Regions from separate parts of the Zea mays genome. Here all the other regions are linked to region 3. The links are chromatin contacts, called in public Hi-C maps. All regions are on one chromosome and are shown on one strand. The core of a region is the stretch at or near the end of the contact, and the rest is flanking DNA. Distances in the headings are between cores, read along the strand shown.

Region 1 (4,069 bases), core at 1,421-3,920, 140 kb after region 3:
AGCAAACTAGTTAGTCCAATTATTTGTGTTGGGCAATTCAACCACCAAAATCAATTAAGAAATAGGTGTAAGCCTAATTCCCTTTCAGAAATTGCAGTTGAAGCTTCATTAACAAGTCCACTTTCATCACTAGCACCACCATTTGCATTGTATGCTTCTTCCCTTGCCTCTTCTCCAGCGCATCCTCTTTCTGCAATCCAAGCTTAATATATACACCAACCTCACTTGTCACTTCATGTTTTCCCTCATCATCCCATCTTTCCTCTATTTCCACTTTGATTGCATTCCAATCAATTTAAGCACCACTGGATTCATGTGTTGGTGGAGTTTGTAATAGTTGCCAGGTTTTATCTAAAAGAGAAATGTGCCATTGGGCCATTTCTAATATTGTTTTGGTGATTAGATGCCCAACACATTGTTTTGAGTTCATATGTGCTAACTAAGTGAGAAGTACAAATCGAAGAGAAAGGTATGTCTCTGGACTTAGTCAATGGTTTTGGTTACTAACATGTTTATCTAAGTGCTAGAAACATTACCAAGAAAAGAGAAAAAGGATGTAAGAAAGAAGGGCTCAGGACAGCCAAAACCAGCACCAGTCTGGCACACCGGACTGTCCAGTGGTGCACTGGACAGTGTCTGGTGTCCCAGGCTGGCTCGACGCCAACTGGGCGTTCTCGGGAATCGGCGGGGCGACGCGGCTAAAATTCACCGGACTGTTCGGTGGTGCACCGGACTGACCGGTGAGTCTTCAACGCCCGCGCCCAAGTACATCGGCGACGAACTCGTCGCTCTCGGGAAATCGCCAAGGACGTCGCGGCTAAAAATCACCGGACTGTCCGGTGAGTCAGAGGCGCCCAAGCCAACGGTCGACTGCGAAATCAGCGGGCGACGCGTGGCCCGCGCCAACGGTCGGTTGGGCACACCAGACTATCTGGTGTGCACCGGACAGTGTCCGGTGCGCCAAAGGAACCGTCGGCCCAACGATCGGATGCGTCAGTTAAGGAAGGAGATCGCGCATCGGGCTGCTACAGTAGCTGTCCGGTGGTGCACCGGACTGTCCGGTGCACCACTCGATAGAAGGCAAGAATTGCCTTCCAAGTTGATCTCAAACGGCTCCTAGCTGCCTTGGGACTATAAAAGGGACCCCTAGGCGCATGGAGCATTACACCAAGCATTCACGAAGCATCCTAAGACTCCCAGACTCCGTCTCCACGCATTTGATTCGTTGTGTTAGTGATTTGAGCTCCGTTCGAGTTGTGAACTCCCTGTGCTGTGTTTCGAGCTCAAGTCTTGGCTAGTGTGCGTGTGTGTGCTGCGGATTCGAGTCTTGTGTGCGTTGTTTTCTCTCCCTTACTCTTGTGCTTCTTTGTGATCTATATTGTAAGGGCGAGAGGCTCCAACTTGTGGAGATTCCTCGCAAACGGGAGAAGAACACTAAACAAAAAGTCGTGGTATTCAAGTTGATCATTGGATCACTTGAAAGGGGTTGAGTGCAACCCTCGTCCATTGGGACGCCACAACGTGGAAGTAGGCAAGTGTTATACTTGGCCAAACCACGGGATAAAACACCGTGTCTCTTGTGCTGCTCTTCTCTGTGATTGTTTGTGTTTGCAAGAGCTCGCTTCATAACAACTTGATCAACTCGCACTAACATCTCTATAATCAAGTTTGTGGCTATTTAGTGTTTGATTTTATAGGATCACCTATTCACCCCCCTCTAGGTGCTCTCATTATCATGGTCGTACAAATAAAATTAAGGTTTTATATATCGTTAACTAAAACTTATCTTGTTTCGTAGCAACTATTGGAGGATAAAGCTACCATTTTGTGTGCACAAATAGAGGGACCACAGGCTCACCAAACTACTCGACTGCAAGAGAGGTGTCGGGATCGATGGCAAAGTCTCTAGATCCAGCCATTGAAGGCCATCGAGATGTAGAAGAGGTGTGTCTATGGCAAGCGACGTAGTCTTAGCAACCATGTTGGGTGGCGTAGGAAGCGCAGGAACGGCACCGTCGATTGTCGTGGATGCCACAATGTCGTCCTCAACTGGCGTTGAACCCACAAGCAGGACAATATTCTTAATCACATAATCTACATGCATGATGTCGCCATTGGCAATGGCGGGAATCCATCGTCCATGTGACACCTGAAACTGTAGCTTAGAGAGAAGGGATGAGAGGAGACGGAAGGGAGGATAAGTGCACGACAAAGACTAACACATGGGCAACTTTGTCCTCTCCTCTCGCGCGAAGGCGGTGCGTTCGTTACAAAACCAGCTCTTCGTAGTGCGCTCAATCCAAAATTCTCCCTTAAGTTTATAGTAGTAAGGGCTAGTTTGAGAGCACCATTTTCTCATGAGATTTCTATTTTTCTCAAGGAAAAATAAACTAATTTTCTTTGAAAAAGTAAAAATATCTTAGAAAAATGTGGTTCTCAGAGTAGTCCTTAAATGTTACTATTAGAGTTGCTCTAACCGGCGTTGGCTTGTGCATCATCCTGGTAGAAGAGGTAGTAGTAGCTAGTAGGTGACAACACGTCCGATCTGGATTGGTAGAAGATGTAGTAGGTGACAACACGTCCGATCTGGATTCTGCTGAAACCCGAATGGTTGGTGGGGGTCCAAAAATTCTCCACCACCTTCCCCCGCCTTCCTCCGAGTCGACCCACCCGCACCTCTCCTCCCCCGGCATCTCACTCCTCATCCGCAGTTCCACACCACCAAATCCCTACCTCCTCAGTCCTCACCCATTCATTCGTCCATCCCACCTACCATGGCCACCGCCTCCGGCACTGACGCCGGTGCCCAGCCGCGCGACGACCCCAGCCTCCTCCCCTTCGCGTCCTTCTCGCTCGGCCTCTCCATCCGCGCGCCGGCCACCCCCACACTCGCCTCCGTCCCCTCCACCCTCCACCTCCCCACTCAAATCTCTACACTCGCCGTCTGCCTCCACCCCTCCGCCGCGCAGCCCTCCTCCCGCCGCACCACCCGCCTCAATTCCGCCACCTCCTCCGTCATCGCCCCGCTGCCCTCCTCAACGCCCGGCCTCTCCCGCTCCTTCCCTTCGGGCGCGCCCGCCGCAGCAGGGCGCCGCCGCACGCTCGTCTGGTTCCGCGCCGACCTCCGCCTCCACGACCATGAGCCGTTTCACGCCGCAGCGGGGGCGTCGTCCTCCCTCCTCCCCGTTTTCGTCTTCGATCCGCGGGACTTCGGCAAGTCCCCCTCGGGGTTCGACCGGACGGGCCCGTACCGCGCCAACTTCCTGCTCGATTCGGTCGCCGACCTGCGCCGGAGCCTCCGCGCCCGCGGTGGGGACCTGGTGGTGCGCGTGGGTAGGCCCGAAGTGGTCATTCCCGAGCTCGCGCGGGCGGCGGGCGCGGAGGCCGTGTACGCTCACGGGGAGGTATCGCGGGACGAGGTCCGCGCCGAGGAGAGGGTGCAAAAGGCTGTGGAGAAGGAGGGTATCAACGTGAAGTACTTCTGGGGTAGCACGCTATACCACGTGGAAGACCTTCCCTTCCGCCTCGAGGACATGCCGTCCAACTATGGCGGCTTCAGGGAGGCCGTGAAGGGGTTGGAGGTCAGAAAGGTGCTGGAGGCTCCCGAGGAGGTCAAGTGCGTGCCCATGAAGAATGTGCTCGAGCCCGGTGACATCCCCACGCTTGCTGAGCTCGGGCTCACTGCGCCACCAGCCATGTCACAGGTGAGTCGGCTTCGAAATATAGATTGCTTTCTTTTCCTGTGACACGCTTTTAGATATTTAGCTAGGTTCGGTTCAGCATCTTATTTATTTAGGCTCGAGCTCAATCTGTAAATCTGTAGTATAAAATAAAATTTTTTGGTGTTCAATAGTTCCAAGTAAAGTGTACAGCTAGAAACGGATGGATGTTGCTAACTATGGCATGCTTTGGTTTCATTTACAATTTGGCTCTATAATCCATTTCTTACTTTTTAGATATATTTTGTCTATGTTGGGTCTTTGACAGAGCATAGTTAAGTCTCTTTCGTTTCATTTACAATTTGGCTATATATTTATTTTTTGACAGAGCGAAATTTGTGCATGATACC
Region 2 (4,178 bases), core at 327-2,826, 210 kb after region 3:
TAGGTCTGCTTGTGTATGGTAAAGGTGGATTGGTGTGCGTTGTGGTGCAAATCTGTGTAGTACATAAACAAATAGTACTAAATGTTTTCAATCTTTTAAGTAATTATGTTACTTACACTGTGAACTAAGTAATTTAGTTGTTCTAGATCCAACTAATGAATTTACCCGGTTGTTCAATCTTTTAAGTAATTATGTTACTTACACTATGTATGAATTGTCAGCTTATAAAAATATAATACTTTTACCATTTAAATTACTATATGTTTTCAACGTGCGCTAGTCGTATAAACACTGTTTGATTCCTTTGCTGGCTTCGCTCGTCTAGCCTCGCTCAGCAAGGCAAGCTTTGCCAGCATGAGTGAGCTGATTTGGCTTTTCTTCGTCGACAAGCAAAATCTTGCCAGCACAAACCTAAGATAACCTTACAAGAAAACAAGACAATTAGGATCAATTTGGTACCTTCTGCCTACCTTGCTCGTCTAGCCTGGCCAAGCAAGGTTAGCCTTGTTAAGGTAGGTGGCATCTGAAAGCAAGATAAAGCTTACCCGCATAGACCAAGGCAACTTTGCCTAAAATCCAAACAACTAGTTTTATCTGACTCGTTGCTTTCAGGTGAAGTGAGTCTACCAAATAGCCGATGGTTCTATCTTGATTTCTGTGCAAGCAAAGCGTTGTCTCTCCGGAGAACCAAACGTTTTCATAGGGCCTGTTTGGTTCAGCTTTTTTCTGACCAGCTTTTTGAGAATCTGGCTGTGAAGAGAATCTGACTGTGAGAAGAATCTGAGTATTGTGTGGATTACGTGTGGAGGAAGACGAAGTGGTCTAAAGGGTTCAGGATCTAGAAAGCAACAGATTCCTACTATCATGACAATTCGACCGGTTTTGTGTTTATGTTGATTTTTAACGGTTTTTACCAAAGCGATTCTTATAGAAGCTGGCTGAAAAGCTGGGGCGTTTGGCGATCTGCAGCAGCTTTTGGTGACCAGAAGCTGGAAAAAGCCCAAACAAACAGGGGCATAATCTCTTCTGAAACTTGCTACAGACCTTCAATATACGATAGGCCAAGCTGACGTGCGGACGTGCCCATAACACATCTCCATCTTACTCGAATGTGGCCCGAACATAGAAACAAGCCGAAAAAACCCGTAGGAGTTCGGACTCAAACCGATGTGCTCCGGTCCAGTTGTCTTTCTTTCGAGTCTCCCCTTCGACTTCGAGTGGTCATAATAAACCTCCACCCCCTTGTTTCATCCGCTTCTGTCTCGACTTCGCGACTGCAACAGCAGAGTCCTAGCTATCTCCGGCCACATTTGTTTATAGGCATGGCAACATATACGATTTATCCACGTGCCCACGGATAAAAAAAACCTATTAAACATGGATCCGGGTATAAGTTCCTATATGTGGATACGAATACGGTATCCGCAAATATTTATGGAACGAGTATAACAAAGTAGTATTTATACCCGAATATCCCGATTACCCGCTAACCTGACATGTGGGTCGCTAGGGTTTGGAAAGAGTCTCCCAATCCCACTCATCCGGTTCGCACACGGCACACTACAGACCCCGCCCCCAACCTCGGTCTTTCCCAGTCCCAGCCGCCACCGTGCGTCTGTGCAAGTGGCCTTCGGCGGTGCGCAGAGCAGAGCTGGTGACGTGGCCCGTGGTGCGCGTTTCCCTGCAGCCTCGAGGTCTGCACGCCGCCGGCCTCCCTCTCAGCGCCACGCGCCGCCGGCCTCCGTTGCTCACTACCGGACTTCGCACACGCCCGGCGGCGGCCGACCATCCTCGGAGGTGCAGTTACGCGCGCCGTAGGAAGGTAGGTTCCCTTCTCCGGCCACAGTTGTTTTAAAGTTTAGGTAGAAATATCCTTTCCTCATCGTTCCACGGGTGGTTCGTGCCCCACGCCCCGCTGCTTTCTGGATTTGTTTTGATTTCTGAGCCTTCTCTTGTGTCGTTCTGTGTTGGGTTGCGGACGCGTCCTCAACTAGGTTTTTCTTCCATCATTTGTGTGTTCGTTCAACTGAGCCGCCATGCGCCAGCCACGGTCCGGGCCGGGGAAGAGGCGGGGCCGCGGTCCGCGCATCCCTGCGGCGACGCTTCAGAAGCAGAAAACGGCGTTGGCGAACGTCGACCAGATCACCGGCGCCAAGATTCCGAAGAGCTTCGTATTCTCCCGCGGTAAACTCCCCTCCACGCTTCGCCATCTTCAGCAGGACCTCCGCAAGGTCATGCTCCCCTACACTGCTCTCAATCTCAAGGTCCATCCCTAATTCCCTATCCCTATGCCCAATTAACGTACACTAGCACTCAAAGAATGACTGACTCACCCTTATTCGTGTCTCATGCTTATAAAACAATTAATTGGCAGGAGAAGAAACGAAATAACCTCAAGGATTTTGTCAATGTTGCCGGCCCGATGGGTGTGACACATTTCTTAATCCTCTCAAACCCTCAAAGCCTGCCACATTTGCGCTTTGCCAAATCACCGCAGGGCCCAACATTCACATTTCAGATAGAGGAGTACTCACTTGCGGCGGACATTGCAAACTCTCAGAAGCGCCCAAGGTGCCCACCAGGGATATTCAAAAACTCACCACTGGTATATGAAACTGCTGTGGATATTTTGTATCAGGCTAGCTTTAATGTGGATATTGTTAATTGATACCTTGTTTTAATGTTGAAATTCATGGATTTGGCAGGTTGTACTTGGTGGGTTGACAGGTCTCGGCAACCCTTTCAGGAGTTTGGTCGAATACTTCCAACATATGTTCCCTTCCGTTGACCCAACCACTGTAAGTATGGGACGGTAACATCATGATGAAACTTAATGTATTCTTCCTGGCATAATCAGATAATAAAGCATTATTTTGCACAATAGGTCAAGCTGGCAACATGCCAAAGGATTCTGTTGTTAAAACATGATAAAGAGAAGGATGTTATTGAATTCCGGCATTACTCCATCAAGCTCCAGCCTGTTGGGGTCAGTCGCAGGATTAGAAAGCTCATGCAAAACAATCAAGTGCCTGATCTAGGAGAATTTGAAGATGTTAGTGAGTTTGTGAAAAAGTAAGTACTATCTTGCCATTTTACTTTTATATTGCAATGATATATTTTTGATTTTCGAGAAAAGATGACTTGCATAAAAAACTGAAAGCTAACAACACAGATTTAAACTAGTACATGGGGTGCCAGTAAATGTTGTGATAAATTAATTCTCCTTCTTGGCGACACAATAGAAGTTCAACATAACAACAGTCAGAAGTGCAGATGGTTTAGCGAAATAACATGAAATACACCATATTCTGGTTTGGGTTTTTGTTGTGTGTTGGGGGTGGGAGTGGTTTTTTTTATTTAGCTTACTTATCAGCATTTCTCTCAGCTAAATAGGCAATACTCACCCTCATATATCATCTGAATAACTCTGATAAGTGATAATATTATTTTCATACTCTACACTCGTTACTAATGTTTGTGAAGTTTGTAGTAGTCAACCCAGTTAAGTCAAAAAAGCTGGTAGAAAAGGAAGTTACTGTAGAGCATAGAATTTGGGGAAGGTGCTGTACTAATGCAGCTCTAGGTTTTTAGTAGCGTAACTTGCTTTAAAAGAACAACTGAGATGAGCTCTGCAACTTGAATAAGTTGGTGTTTTAGTTTACAAGTTATTCTAGTTCTAGCACTAGAAGGGTTTCATGTAGGCCTGGTATTGGATCATGATCCAGCCCTTGCCCCACCTCAACCCTAAATGTTATAGAAGTGTCTTGATCCTAATCCAATTCATATTTTAACGGGTATATAATCCAATCCAGTTCTATCCGTTTAAAAGTATATCCTGCTCCTGTCCTGTCCCTTGTAGATTCTTGAGCACAGGTGCTCAAGGGACACAGATTTACTAGCACAGGGCCAGCCAGCTGGCCGGCCAGCCCTAACAACCCATCAACCAGCCATGCAGACTAGATGAATTCCAAACATTGTAAAAAGATTGGACCCAAACACTAGAAAAGGATTGTGCCCAAGAATCTACAAGGGACATTGACTGCCTGCTTTCAGTTTGACTAAGTGCATACCTTATTAGTGGGAGGGGGCAGACCTAGTGCCGGAGGCTCCCACATGAGTGGGGTCTGGGGAAGGGATAAACCGAGGAAGCCTTCCCCCCACAAATGCGATGAGGCTGC
Region 3 (4,390 bases), core at 783-3,282:
ATCAACAGAATGGAACAGATCATGCTGGTAGCACTCATAAATATTAAAAAAAAAACCCACATCAATACATGCAGATGGACATAAGCTTCGCTTTTAGAGCGAAACCAGACGGTAACAAGTGTGGATGAAAATAGCAGGTCAGCAAGAGATTATGAAATGTGATTTTTTGTATAGTTTACCTCTTGATGTGGCAGGTGTGTTGGTACTATTTTCACAATGGTTTTTGACTCAGGACAACTAAAAAAATGCATCAGGATTGAGGGAGTATATATACAGTAAAATAGCAACGACTTGCTAGACTAAAGCACGGTTACATTACATATTTATTTTTTTAGAACTGGAATCAAGAAAAAAAAATGATTACAGCTATATCCTTCTTTGTGTGGTTGATTCTAGACATCCATCGACGTTCAATTTGGGATGTAGGGGCAATTTACAGAAGGCGCTTCGATCAAATAATTTCACATCACAATAGCAGCTTTTCGTAGAATAATTTGTATATACCAGGGCTTCATGACAGGTTACTACTATAGATATCTGACTCAGCTTACTATAGACATCTGACTCAGCTAACTAATTCACTGACTCTGCTTTGAAATGGTGGCAACCTCTTGACCATAGATAGGCTCAGTATTCCGCTCTTAAGATCATCAATGAAACATCTACTTACAGCTGTCCATAAGTGATACATACACGCTAAACCATCGTTGGATTGCTATTATACTAGTACAGTATCCGTTACAACAACGGCAAATAGTAACAAATATTACACCATCTTAGCCAAAAGGTTTAGAAAATTATGAATGAAAAGCTCGTTCGACCTTTTTTTTAATAGCTCGTTCGGCCGCTCGTTAGGTCCTCTTTTAGCTACTGAGGTGATATTATGTGAAACCCCTACTCTGGTGAGGTCCTCTTTTAGCTACTGAGGTGATATTATGTGAAACCCCTACTCTGGTTGCGACTTTGCAACTCATGTTGTGTTAGGCTTGGTGGCTTCTCATGGCCATTTATAAGGTAAAGGCCCACTAATGAGATCTTGAGTGGTTATTACGCTCTACCCATAGGGTAATTGGTAGGGAATGGAAATAGACCTACAAACGACTGTCGAAAGTGCTTTGTAATTGTAGAGAGATAAACCCAAAAAAGTGCTTTATAATTGTAGAGAGATAAACCAAAAAAATCAGTCCATTTTCCTCTTGATGCATACCCCGCGTAACCCCAATGATAGCTACGTTTATCCGATACGGCTGCTGTTAAATACGATAATATCCAGCTATGAATCCACGATGGAGACCCGAGAGCTAAAAGCACCCACTGGGTAGAAATGTCCAAAACGCCCCTTCCCCAGTACGCCTCATCTAGACGCTTCCTAACTGGGCGACAAAACCGAAAGCCACCCGTCACGACGCTTCCAATGAGGCACGGGTGCGCGGTCCGGAAATGACATAACTGCCCCTACCTGTACCAGGAAAAAAAAGTGGAAGCGAATGCGTAGTGGGTCTGGCAGTGGCACTCACCGGCGCCGGCAAACGGCGAGATGGGCGGGGTAGTCCCCAGTGGCGAGGCCGGCGGCGTGCTTGCCGCGCTCCTCGGCGACGACGGGTACCCCGCGGGGCGCTTGATCATGATGCTGCGCGTCACCTTCACCGGCGTCTCCTCGCTACCCGAAGCCGGCGAGGGCGGCACGAACGCTGCAGCGTCCCCGGCCGGATCTACACGGTCGACGAAACCACAAGTCAGATCGAATGGGAGCGCCGTCTACGATGGGGCATGTGTCTTTTTTTTTTCCTTCGAGCAGCGGCGGTCACCGGCTCACTGTCTCACTCACCACTGATCTTGACGGCGGCGGGACGCACAGGCTGCTTGCGGAGGCGGCCGAGCCCGGTGTCCGGGCGCGGGCCTGCGACGGTGTCGTCCCACAGCTTGTCGAGGAGGCCCATCTCTCTTCGTCGTAATCACCCAACTGCCACGGCCCGCTGCCAGACCCTCGATCTGCAGTCTCTAGTCCTCTACCCACAGAACTTCCGGATCTGGTCGAGAAGAAGGTACGATGCCGAGCAGGCAGCGCTTATTTATAGATCAGTCAGGGGCTCGGCTGGTTCTCCCTAGACCCGGCTCATGGACTGCAGTACGGATGCGGGTGGGGTCAGCGAGTGGTGGCGCAGGTGTGCTCCGTGGTCCGTGCACATCAGTCGTGGCGGGTTGCGGGGCGCTGAAGGCAGCAGGACGTGGCGCGGCCGGCACGGGTGTGGATAATATCGATGGGGTCGAGCACGTGGCGTGGCCCGCCTGCCGGCCTGTCGCGGGACGCCGGGTGGACGTCTCCTGGCGAGCGTCACGTGACGACCCCGCAGGCGCCTGCCCATCCACAATATCAATAGTGACGTTTCTGGATGGTTTTGTGACGTAACGTACGCGGGACGCAGGGGTCTGCCATGTGGGACAAGGATCGTGGGGTGGGGGTGGGCTGTGGCTGCGAGTGCTACTGTTAGGTGCGAGGTGCGTCAGATTTCTTGTAGAAACAATGTTTTTTTAGGCCGCTAGGCCGCGCCGATAATTCATCACAAGGTGCAGCAGCAGTGATTTTGACTTTGTCATCGCCTCACCTCGCTTCCGTGATCTATTTTTCATTTCCAAAAGATCTTAACCTTTACTAGATCCCGCATCTCTGGACAGCCCAAGGCAAAAATAATAGTGCAGAGGCTTGAAAAATTACAGTTTACAGTAGTCCTAAAAATTGCATCAATATTGCTACATAGGGTTGTATCATGCACAATCTGCAACAAAATACTCAATTCAAGAGTCATCATCATTCAGTCCTATTTATAGTTCAATATTCTGCATTTTACTAAATCAGCGATAGAATTCTCAAAATACATCGGGGTATAGCATACAAGTGGCAATTCAGTGTTAATTAACTAAAAAAGCAAGGTAAATTCCTCAGCCTAGAAGGTTACCTCCCAAACTCCTCAGATCTATTGTTAGATCAAAGAGGCCAAGCCATAAATCTACAAGAACCTTGGTAAGACTTCGCGAGACTAAATTGCATTCATCAGACACTAAACTGGATTTTGTAATTTAAAACAAGAAAAGTCAGGTAGCATGGTGAATCTGATTATAAACCACACAGAAGAATCATTGTTAAAATGTTTGAAAAAAAAACAAATATCCAACTAAAAAATAAACTATCAGTACAATCTGAGTAAAAAAACAGAAGAGGACGCATTCTCTGTGTTGCCTTTTGATAGATTACCTCTATACAATCGAGGCTTATCTCATCCAAAAAAATTTGCCCATATTGTTCTACTGGTAAGCATCTTTCATCCAACACAACCAAAAAGTTGTGATTATTTCAAATGTGAATCCTTTTGCAGATGCCTAGAGTCCATGAAAATTCAGTCTATCATTCTACTCGCATATAGCGAAGACGACCCAATCCAGTTACGAGAATGATAAGCCATCTAAAGTCTTAAAAGACGCAAGGTTTTAGCCCCTCCCCGCGTTTTACGCAGCTTCAGCCGATCCCATGACGGCATGTGACTGCGTGTCGTGAAATCGAAATTCTCATTCAACTAGTGTCAATATCCGCCCTCCCTCTCGGAATCATCCACCTAGTGTTGGACAAGGTTTACAAAACCGGTGGTAAATCGGTCGGTTTACCGAAACCGCAGGGGTGCGGTTTCAGTTAACCACCGGGGTTTTTTTTAATTCGTTCCAAATTCAAAAAAAATTGGAAAAAATCATAAAAACCGAAAACCGTTGGTAAACTGTTATTTTAGACCGGTAAACCGCTATTTTTTGCCGATGCCACAATTGAGTATTTAGTGGCCAATTTAGGTATATTAGTCTTGTTTAATGTTATACGCTATATGTGAAGATGTTATATGCTATATATGAAGATGAAACTCGTAGCTCAAGTCAAGTTTAGGCATTTAGTGATCAATTTCGGTTTCATTTCCTGTCCAAGATGGATTATGTGGATCAAGTAGCTTCAGTTCTTCTAATAAGTATCCGTCTGGACAAGACTCAACCTAGAACCCTTAGCTCCAGTTCTTCTATATGTGTTCTTAAGATTTGCTGATCAGGACAAAAGTTCAACACTTGGTGAGGTGTGAAAGGGAATTAGGCTTACACCTAGTCCCTAATTAATTTTGGTGGTTGAATTGCCCAACACAAATTATTGGACTAACTAGTTTGCCCAATTGTACAGATTATACAGGTGTAAAAGGTTCACACTCAGCCAATAAAAAGATCAAGTTTTGGATTCAACAAAGGAGCAAAGAGGCAACCGAAGGCACCTCTGGTCTGGAGGCACCGGACTGTCCGGTGTGCACCGGACAGTGTCCGGTGCACCACCGGACAATGTCCGGTGCACCAGAGGACTCCGACT

Evidence for each region. A called contact is a pair of places that touch in the nucleus more often than the background predicts.
Region 1: a Hi-C map of endosperm shows a contact between it and region 3, with 2.7 times the contacts expected there. The contact joins the promoter of LOC100192113 here to the promoter of LOC100191792 in region 3. A contact is called at or near these places in 7 of 25 Hi-C or Micro-C datasets (bundle sheath, ear, endosperm and 2 more).
Region 2: a contact with region 3 is called in a Hi-C map of leaf, with 7 times the contacts expected there. The contact joins the promoter of LOC100274446 here to the promoter of LOC100191792 in region 3. A contact is called at or near these places in 5 of 25 Hi-C or Micro-C datasets (bundle sheath, ear, endosperm and 2 more).

The regions. Positions count from the first base shown.
Region 1 is chr1:57,595,153-57,599,221 of Zm-B73-REFERENCE-NAM-5.0, forward strand. LOC100192113 (photolyase/blue-light receptor PHR2) reads left to right here and starts at 2,671. Exons shown (of 4, transcript NM_001137536.1): 1 at 2,671-3,704. The coding sequence starts at 2,775.
Region 2 is chr1:57,670,757-57,674,934 of Zm-B73-REFERENCE-NAM-5.0, forward strand. LOC100274446 (Suppressor of SWI4 1) reads left to right here and starts at 1,577. Exons shown (of 7, transcript NM_001148805.1): 1 at 1,577-1,822; 2 at 1,995-2,264; 3 at 2,375-2,605; 4 at 2,706-2,798; 5 at 2,885-3,072. The coding sequence starts at 2,037.
Region 3 is chr1:57,455,836-57,460,225 of Zm-B73-REFERENCE-NAM-5.0, forward strand. LOC100191792 reads right to left here and starts at 2,033. Exons shown (of 3, transcript NM_001137217.1): 1 at 1,829-2,033; 2 at 1,518-1,712. The coding sequence starts at 1,940.